Regions from separate parts of the Bombyx mori genome. Here region 1 is linked to region 2. Evidence: chromatin contacts called from public Hi-C data. All regions are on one chromosome and are shown on one strand. Each heading gives the region's core, a stretch centred on a gene start, on an enhancer-like site or on the middle of the called end of the contact. The rest is flanking DNA. Distances are from core to core; before and after follow the strand shown. Region 1 has its middle 24 kb from the start of LOC100500932. Region 2 holds the start of LOC101746840 (DNA-directed RNA polymerase I subunit RPA1).

The links. Hi-C and Micro-C count contacts between places; a contact is called where the count stands out from the background.
Region 1: a Hi-C map of midgut shows a contact between it and region 2, with 2.1 times the contacts expected there. The contact joins the enhancer-like site here to the promoter of LOC101746840 in region 2. A contact is called at or near these places in 3 of 7 Hi-C or Micro-C datasets (middle silk gland, midgut and whole pupa).

Annotation. Positions count from the first base shown.
Region 1 is chr8:3,315,557-3,320,787 of ASM3026992v2, reverse strand. It overlaps a transcript of LOC100500932 not described here. Among protein-coding and RNA genes, the nearest start is that of LOC100500932, 24 kb to the right of the region's middle. Within about 2 kb of position 3,752, at least 8 of the 8 cell types and tissues checked have open chromatin away from gene starts, as enhancers often do.
Region 2 is chr8:3,269,078-3,274,260 of ASM3026992v2, reverse strand. LOC101746840 (DNA-directed RNA polymerase I subunit RPA1) reads right to left here and starts at 3,903. Exons shown (of 3, transcript XM_004925124.5): 1 at 3,708-3,903; 2 at 1-3,619. The coding sequence starts at 3,610. It overlaps LOC101736521 (SUZ domain-containing protein 1), which reads left to right and starts at 4,518. Exons shown (of 3, transcript XM_004925134.5): 1 at 4,518-4,660; 2 at 4,753-5,048. The coding sequence starts at 4,550.

The DNA of each region.
Region 1 (5,231 bases), core at 2,503-5,002, 47 kb before region 2:
AGCCCGGACTCTACCCCGTCTCCTCAGGATACCGCTGAAGCCATAGACATCGTAACGTCACATATCACCTCGACATTAGATAGGTCATCGAAGCAAGTTGTGGCGGAGGACTTCCTTCACCGCTTCAAATTGCCCGACGATATTAGGGAACTCCTTAGAGCTAAGAACGCTTCGATCCGTGCCTACGATAGGTATCCTACAGTGGAAAATCGTACTCGAATGCGTGCCCTACAACGCGACGTAAAGTCTCGCATCGCCGAAGTCCGAGATGCCAGATGGTCTGATTTCTTAGAAGAACTCGCGCCCTCTCAAAGGTCTTACTACCGCTTAGCTCGTACTCTCAAATCGGATACGGTAGTAGCTATGCCCCCCCTCGTGGCCCCTCAGGCCGACTCGATAGTTCAATATAGACAACAATGAGGAAAATTATAAGAACGATTAAATATTTTTCTTTGACATGTAATATTTTGTTTGTACTTTATAATATTAAAATAACCTTTTTTATTTTCTATAATATTGCTATGAACGTAATAAAATAATTTTTTTATTGGATATCTTAAAAGATCACAATAGACTAAGCACTCTATCTCGCTCACACCCGCTTGAACAGTTGCTACCTCGCGCTCGCACCTACAGCGGGCTGTCAATGTGTCTGGCAAGATGTAAGAACCATTAAAACTGTCCGGCTCTTGGGGTAACATATTTTTATAAGTCCCTAAGTAACATATATAAAATTTAGCTTTTATAGTATAACGAAAGTATAATTAAAATTTATTAAAGTTTAAGGGTGTCTGGCAGGGGGTAACAACTGGAAAAAGTGTCCGGCAACGGATATCATGATTTCTAAAGATATTCTGGACTAAATATTAAAAAAACAACCTTTATACTTTAACGAATTTAAGGTACTATTTTATATACCTTTACTGCCTGTTACCTGCCCAAGTAACCACAATCGGAACTCTATAATCGCGGGTCGTTCTTACCTGTGTTGGAGACATACACAGAGAAACTTTCAGCTTTTATAAAATAACGAAGGTCTGGCTGTCGCGGGCTCTTGGGATATAAGGTTTATGCCCTTTTGATTTTAAACAGAAATTCGGTATCGCAATACTTTGAGCTGAGTTTGGTCTTCGGCTCTTTTCCTTCATATCTACCGGTCGTGATGTCCTCCTGTTGAGTATGTATACACTTCGAAACTGCTCTAGGCCATCTCATCGCTTGCTTATTCTATGAGCTGTGGTTTGTGGACTAGGTAGTTAGTAGGTAGGTGGATTAGGCATCGAGGGTTGTGAAAAATACTCTCATACCTACATTTATTGTCTATGGTCAATTTTTTATGTTTTTTTTTTCTTTAAATGAAGACCGAACAGCCGAGTACTGGTTTCTCCTTGGCTTGTTAATCGATTTTTCTTCTGTTGTTTAATTTAATTCGGCCCGTCAATACGGGCTCCAGTGCTATCGTTCATCATTAATTAAAAACAATTTTGAAATAGTCAGTTTTAATTGGCAATACAACTAATGAAATTGTGAAATAAAAGCGAAAATCTAGTACCCACATGAAAATTATTGATAAATACTGTTTTTCTTTTTAAATTTATTTACCCCTTTGTTTATTATATTAATTAATAAACAAAAGGGTATATTTAATCTAAGAAATCGATGTGTAAATCTTGAGGTGTCAGTGTTTACGGCTGAGCTTCGATCATTGAGTACCTTCCCTACACTATATCGTTATAACAAACATCGTCATGTAAAACATATTTTTATTTTATTACGAGCAGACAGGAAATGAGAATTGTACCACTAGGGACACAACTCATACATGAGTCGTCTATTATCAAAGCCGGCAATCTGACTTTTGGACAATGATTGGTAAATCAGAAAAACGAATTATTGACTTTGTATTCCATTGGCAGTCACAAAACTCTTCGGAACGACATCTTAGATAAATAACAGGTTAACTATTAACCTTTATTTAATGCAGGTTTTGAACCGTATTCTTTGAAGGAGACGATTATATTCAAATCAATCTGAATTGACATATCAATAAAAAAAATTTGTCCAAATGCACAGATTGCCACCTTTGATAATAGACGACTCACATACTGAGATCGTAGAACTTACCTATATCTCAAGGTGGGTGGCGCATTTACGTTGTAGATATCTATGGGCTCCAGTAACCACTTAACACCAGGTGGGCTGTGTGTTCGTCCACCCATCTAGCAATAAAATAAAAAATTAAATTAGATTATTGTTTTTGAAGAAACAGATCGCTAAGTTGCAGGATAGAAAAAAAAAACAAAATTACCACGTAATTGCATTCTGTTTATTCCCACGGCTATTGTAGTGTCCTGTACGTCCTAGGTACAAATGGGTCGATAGGCGTGGGCGATAAAAACTACAAACGGTCGACATCCGCTCCTAACAATAAGGTCCCGCGCGTGCGATCTTTATTCAATCACTAAACACATTAGGTACTTAGGTAAGTGTTAAGTGTACGATTGAAAAGGTCATTTGTCTTCATTAATCGTTAGGGTACCGGTTGAATGAGTATGACATCCGTGAAGAAATTTAGGTTTGTTCACCGAACATAAAAGATTCATATAAGTATTTAATTGTGTTTCTATAGGTTACGTAGTAAGGGCTAAAGCACCAGTTCTAAATAATTCAATTTTGGAACGAAGTTCCTTATGGGACGATGCGGAGGGGTACCCTAACCGGGAAAAAACGTCCGTAACGTAAGATTTTTATTAGTAATGCACACAGTGTACGACTTAACTTTGTAATAACGTACAAAAAATAACATATTTGTATATCATTCATTGATTACGATCTCAGAGCGTTCGTTTGCGCAATACACTAGCTCTTATGCAAACAACCGTGAATGAAGTGTACCACAATAAGTTCGCACGTTACGAATGACCGTGGGTTGTTGCGAAAACTCCACTTTTATTTTCTTTATACCTCGAATAGAACTTAAAATTAATATTTTTATAATAAGGAACTTCGTTCCTATCCGTTGTCCCACGACACCACACATCTTTTTATATATTTACAATGTTCGTATTGTTGACACCTTTAAGACGTTCATGACTTATGTAAGTGTAGTGTTCGCTCACGCGACCCGCATGCACATAAACTCCCTCCGGGTCATCCAATCCCGTTTCTGCAGGATAGCCGTCGGAGCACCGTGGTACGTGAGGAATATTGACTTTCACGACGATATGAATTTAGAACTGATACGTTAAATTAGTATCTTTAAGGTAGAGTCAGAATGCTACTACGACTAAGCGGCGCGACACGATAATCCTCTTATTGTGGCCCCCGTTAATTACATATCCGACACAGGCGACGAGACAACGCAAAACCGCCGTCGCCCGGTAAATGTCGGATGTTAGTGTTAGCAAATTCTCTTAGGTTGAGTCCGTGAGCTCACCTACCAGTCCGAAAGTAGCAGGAATAGACCCCTAGACTACCAGCATATAGGTAGAAAAAAAAAACTCGAAGACGTTGAAAAAGGCGGACATAAAAACGCCTTGACCTTGTTGTTATATACATATTATTTTAAAGAAAACCTTTCAATTTGCAACGCAAGTTTCTTAATTTAATAATTTTAGTAAAACTGATAAATTATGTTTTTAGTACAGATCAAAATTATGAAACAATTAATGAAAAATGTTGGTACTACTGCCACTCTTAATATTTTTGTTTTAAAGTAACGCCATCTATTAGTGTGGATGAGTAGCCTCGACGCCTTGTTACAGCAAAATTTATTTGAATGATTTATTTCTGTCTGCCAAAGAGAATAGATGGCTCTTACATAGCTTTTCATTTTCTTCGCGAGATGTCGCTAGTTGTGACGAAAATTACAAACTATTGAATTTTTTTTTTTTTTTTTGATCATAGGACATCATCATACACTTTGTTCTTGATTGAACTATGATTGCTATAAGATAGACATAGATTGAAGATTAATCTTGATTTATAATCTTTTATATCAACTAGTTATATGTACATATTTCGTAGAGAGTTTGATTATGTGACGAGGAAATAAAACCAGTAGGTACCTACAATAACCGACATAACCCGGTCCGTTACCCCCCTCGACCGGGTATCCGTAAATGGATTCCCCAGCGTTAAAAAAAAAATAAAAAGGTACCTACAATAGATAGGCAAAAGTTAGAAAATTTGTCTAATTTTGACCTTGTCGCTTTGCTGGTACCTAATTAGCTTTGTAAAAGACATAGAATGTTGACTTCATAGTATGGTTACCAAGTTCTACATTTCGTTAACAGTTGATCTGTGGTACGTTTGTTGAAATTATAAGCTGAAATATTTTGAAGTTTTTTTTCGCGGCCGCGATGTCCGTCGTCGTAGCATGGTTTTGGCCGGCATTGCGTTGCGCTTAGTTTTTTATTATGATTAAAGTATTACTGGTGGCTCGGAGGCCTTTCCAGTTTCACCAGGACATTTTACTCCGCTTACAAACCACGGGGTAGAGTCTGCCGAGAATAAACGCGGCACGATCAAGAACTGTAATTGCGCTTAGTCTGAGACTTCAAATATTAAGTACCTATATTATCTATGGACTTTAGCATTCTCACACAGATATTTTACATAGGACGCCAATCGAGGAGCTTGTGGCCCCAAAAAAAACTTAGCCTAAAGTAACCGATTGAATTAATAACTGATTTGTTCCAAATTGAAGTTTCCTTTAATCCCACAAAGATGTGACTGTAGCTGTAATGACTGTAGCTAAGGGATTTGAATAATTCCAGTGCAACCAATTGACTTTCATTTCCTATCGACTAAGATGTAATCAATAAAACTATTCATTTCTTTTATTAAAATTTGTATTAATGTACCACTTTATTTTTACAAATACGTAAGAATTTGACGTTCCATGGTGTTGTTCCGTCATCTCGGATCCTCCCGATCCACTAACTGTGCTTCTAGGTACTTCAAGCACCGGTCACCGTTCTCGTCGAACCCGTCGAAGGGCTCGACGAGTAAATTAACTCTCAGACACAGCCCACTGAGTTTCTCGCCGGATCTTCTCAGTGGGTCGCGTTTCCGATCCGGTGGTAGATTCTGCGAAGCACGGCTCTTGCTAGGGTTCGTGTTAGCATCGTCGTCTGGTTTGAGCCCCGTGAGCTCACCTACTAGTTACAGTTACGCTGGAATAGCCTCTCTAGGCTACCAGCTTAGGTAGGAAAAAAAAAAAAGGTGTT
Region 2 (5,183 bases), core at 2,654-5,153:
CGGCAAAATGGAAGGTGTTCAATGTCATCTGGGTCGAGGGCTCACCGATAGACTGGGCGGCTAGCAATCCCACTGGCTCTCCGGGTGAAGCCATAGACTCCAAGAATTTAGCATTCATTACTTCAACGAACTTCTTTTTGTCTGTGTAAGATTCATAGAGACTATTAGATCTATTCTTAAGGTAGTTTTGTATGATGTTGTCCAATTGTTCATTTATTACACCGAATTTAAATTGAGGCGATTTGCTTGAAATAGGATCTGGACAGGGTTTCCTAATGTATTGTTGCTTCTCATCTTCGTCCATTTCTCGCCATTTCTTCTCTAGTTCCCAGTAATACGGATCTCTTGTTCGGTCTGTTGGAAGATCGTCTAGTTCGATTTCATTCCTGGCTAATACAGAGAATTGACTGAATCCACTAACGCGAACTTTTTGCAATGGATTGCCGTTTCTTTTCTTCCACTTCTTCAGAGACTTTTGCAATTTTAAAACGTCATTTCCGTCGACGTTCTCTTTTAATTTTTTAATAACCGATTTGCTAACAACCGCGTTAGAATTTTTATCGAGAAATTCAAATTGGTCCTGCTTAAGGAACTGACATTTCAAAACATCAAGGCCGTCCTCTCCGTACGCAAACTGTATGATGCTGCTATCGGCATCGCGGACCGTGTTGTCGTAAGCTACAGATATACTCTCTAAATGTTTTATCAAACATCTTTGTAGGTAACCGGAACGACTGGTTTTCACTGCCGTATCAATAAGACCTTCACGTCCGGCCATGCAATGGAAGAAGAACTCTTGGGGCTGGATCCCTGTCATAAAGCGGCCATCAATGAAGCCGCCAGCTCGGGGAGACACATCGAAGGGAGGGAAACTTGGAAGTGATCTACCTGATATCATTAGCGGAGGCCTTTTACCTTCCAATTCAATTTGCCCAAGTAAACATGAAATTTGCATAGTATTGACAGTAGAACCTTTGGCGCCAGACTGTACCATTAATTGTAAATTGTTATATGGAAACTTTTCAAGAAGACCTTCCGATAAACAAACTTTGTTTATGTTATTTGTGTAAGAATCGAGCATATTTTTATAATGTCTATCTAAATTGGACCTGAATTTGGGATCTTTTGCATTCATTTCTGCAATTGTATCTTTTAGTTTTTTGTCATCAACATCCATCGGCAAGTCAGTAGCTTTTACCGCTGCAACTTTACCAGATTTTCGAACCAAACAAATATAATTATCTCGCCTATCATCCGCCTCTTTGACAACTAGAATATCTTTGACACCGAGAGTGAACCCCATCCATTGTAAATAAAAGGTGAAGACTTTAGAAAAAGAACTCAATAATGCACTAGAGCATTCCCCACCATACAATTCATACATGCAGTGGACTAAGCCATAGGGTGTGGCTCCATAGTGAGTTTTATCTAGTACTCCACACAATAGTTCACCTTTTCTGATAATAACTTCAGCTTCAGTCATGGTATTCGGATTGGTAAATGGGCTGCCACCGCCATTCCACTGTCTCGGTTCTTCTTTCTGCCAGGCTTTCGCACTGATTTTGGCTTTACCAGTTAACGAAAGGCATGGTTTCCCTTTAGGTATTGTGTTGATAATTATTGTAGATAGAACTTGTTTACCTGACCACAGTACAATAGGTTTCAGTATGGTAGGAGGTAACAGCTGGATTTTACCTCTGTGATTTGAGAGAGCTTGAAATACCAACTGCTGGTAATCTGACTTATTATAAAAAGTACCTCTAAGTGACATTTTTACACCAGATATAACATGATCTTGGATCAAACCGCTTAGAGGTGTGCCATCTTTAGGTACTAGATATTGCTTTGTAACAGACATTATGTTGTATGCTTCACTTCTTGCATTTTCGTCTTGTGGGAAATGGGCATTCATTTCGTCTCCATCAAAGTCAGCATTGTACGATTTGCAGTTAGCATAGTGTAGTCGAAGGGTCTTCTCTCCTTTTAATATCCTTGCTCGATGAGCCATCATACTGGGCTTATGTAAAGAAGGCTGCCGGTTAAGGATCAAAATGTCACCATTCACCAAATGTCTGTGAACTGTCTTTAAGCCGGTGGTTTTGTACTCATCAGGTGTCAGAAGGCGTTTTGCAAGACTTTTCCGTTTTTGTATAGAGTCAGCAGGTATTCTAATTATTCTACCGTTCCCAATCTCTAATTTCTCTGCTCCTGGATGTTTATTGGGTCCATTGATTACCATTTTACGTAGCTCATCAACATTCCATTCCGTAACCGGGACGGGATATGTTAGTTTTGTGGCAAAAGCATCTGGGATGCCTATTTCATCTATGTCGACATTGGGATCTGGGGTAATGACAGATCTTGCAGCAAAATTCACTCTTTTGCCCATCATGTGCATCCTTATTAAGCCAGTTTTCTTTTCCAGTATCTGTTTAAGACCTTGACTTGATGCTCCCATACCTTCACAATTCAGTAAATGATTAACACTCTTTTGTAGGTCCTGCCACGCAACATGTAATTTTTCAGCTGGTGTTTTACCTTGAACAGCCTCATATGCTTGTCTTGGTGCTGTATCTAAGCAGTCTTGAGCCTTTTGTTGATTTGAGGCTGAGAGAACTTGTAAAATGACTCTAGCAGCATAGGAGTGTAACAATATGGCTTTATAAACATTAGTTTGAGGATGCTCAATCAGTTCTCCTCTCAAGATATTGCAGGGTCTTACACACGGAGGTAACACAGGCACAATTTCCATGAAAAATATATTTATTGCTGGACTAGCAGATGTATGTTTCAATACAGGGAAACAATATTTTAACAGATCTTCATCATTTTTTGAAATGTCCACACAAAATCGTCTGATTTCGTCTGGCATCAATATTTTAATGCCTTTTGTTCCTGGTGTTGAACCTTCAGCACTCAAATTATACATTATTTTACCTTCGGATGTATTAACTTTTATTAGTTTGGCCATACAAAACATACATTTTTTTACAATATTCATGCTCCTAAAATAGCCGGTTATTATTTTACTTCTAATTTTATCAGTGTTTTTACTGTGAAATGTTTCCACAATTACATCTTTTGTTTTCAAAAGTTTTCTATACTTTCTTATAGTTTTATTTGGTTTGTCCGGAGACTCCTTACTACTGTATGTTTCACTTACATAGTAATCAAGGTCTAAAGCTGCTGTTATATGCCCTGCATCTACTAGATCCAATTGCAGTTTCAATAGCGACTTTAAGCGATCGTCAAGTTGTATTCTAAAACATTTGAGACAACTTATACGGAATAGCATGTAAATACTTTTTGTAAAGAGTGGATTAATTACCACGAGGGGCAGTTCGATGTGTCCAAAATGTCCAGGGCAATGCAGTAACGAATTGTTACATGTCTCACAGTTATCGTTCCTGTCCCTTAGTGGTCCTAGTGCAGAATCGTACAGGCCTCCCTTAGTAGGGTTACCGATGGCGTCAAACGATTGGATTTGTGTTATCTTTGTTACACTCAATTTTTTTATATCTTCATCAGTGAACATAAGAAACTGTATGTGTTCGGGTTCGACGGAGGGCAACCCAGACGTTGATGATGGAAACGCCGATTTAAAAGCCATATTGTATTTCTGTGAAGAAAAACAAATTGAGTTATTTGAAGGCATGATAACATAACCTATTCAGTAAATTAGTATTAATTCGGTATGAGAAACTTACATGTGAATAGCAAGACAGGTATATTCATAAGTTACTTTATATCGTATCGATTTTCATATTTATTATCTTTGTTTATTTCCTATATTTTGAAATATATTGTGAACCTAATTTCAACAAGGTCTATGATTTCAACATTCTCTGGATTTTTATATTATAGACAAATGACAATCTATGTGTACTTTGTCTATGGCTTTTTTAAGGGATTTTATGATCTGGTAACTAAGACATTTAAGTCATATCTTATTTTAATTTACATTCTTAATTTTGAAAAATGATAATATAATCTAGTAAATAAGGGTGGCGTTACAGTAGCAACCGGGTAAATTTAAAAAAGGCGCTGAAAGTTATTAGAATAAGATAGAGAACTAAAAAAGGACGAAAGAACTGTAAGCACTACAAAATTACAAAAAAGTATGTTATTTAAAGCTAATAAGAAAATGCAATCAATAATCAAATAATTTCAGGTTATATTGACGAAATTAAATTGGACTACGTAAACATGTGAGGACTTGTATATTACACTGTCACTATCTACTCTAGTCATTAAATATCTTAAATTTCTTAACTCAACATAGAGCCTCTAGAGATTTCTAAAACAATAAAAAAACTACAGTACAAAAAAGGTAGACTTAATTACGTTTCGAGTAATTGGTATTTTTACTTTTAACATAATTATTCATTTGAATCAGTTTATAAAAGGTATATTCAGCTTAATTTTTGTTAAGGTTTTATAGCTCACTTTGATTCTCTTATTTCAGTATTATTAAGTCTTATTATTTATTCGTAGTATTAAGTAAAACAAAACCATCATTTTCAAATTATCTTGATTGCCATATTGAAAAATGTACATAAAACAAGGAAGAATGAAGAATCTATGGTTGTCAGTCAACATGGCGGCCCAGGATGAAGTTGACGTATGTGAAAGTTGGGAAGATATGGATGAAATTATTGGTGTAAGTTTTAACGTTCAGGCCCCAGTCTTCGACCCCATTCAAGGACAAGGCATTTGTCGACGAGCTATATACATAAAATATCTACATTTCAGCTGGAACAGAATATCAGGTTAAACAGTGAGAGTCCCACAGAAAACCCGCCAGCTATTTCTCTAAGGGATTGCAAGGTTACTGTTGAAGAGAACGCGTGTATCGGATCGCAGTGCATGATGCCGGAGCCTGCTATTCGCATACTAAAAAGGCCATCATCTTCTGGCAGTGGGCAGTTAAACGGAGAGAATCGTGCCCGACCGGTCAAAACTCTAGAGCAGAGGCAAAAGGAGTATGAACAGGCTCGTCTCAGGATCCTAGGCGAGGCTCGGAGTCCTGAAGATATTATTGATGATAAGTAAGTACACTGTAATATTTAAGAAATTATTGAAACAAGTTCACCATAAGTGAAGCTGCTTAGATTTACATTATGCGAATGTATTTTGAATCATTGAATATCCATTTTTATTCTATTTAAACCTTCTAGGGATGG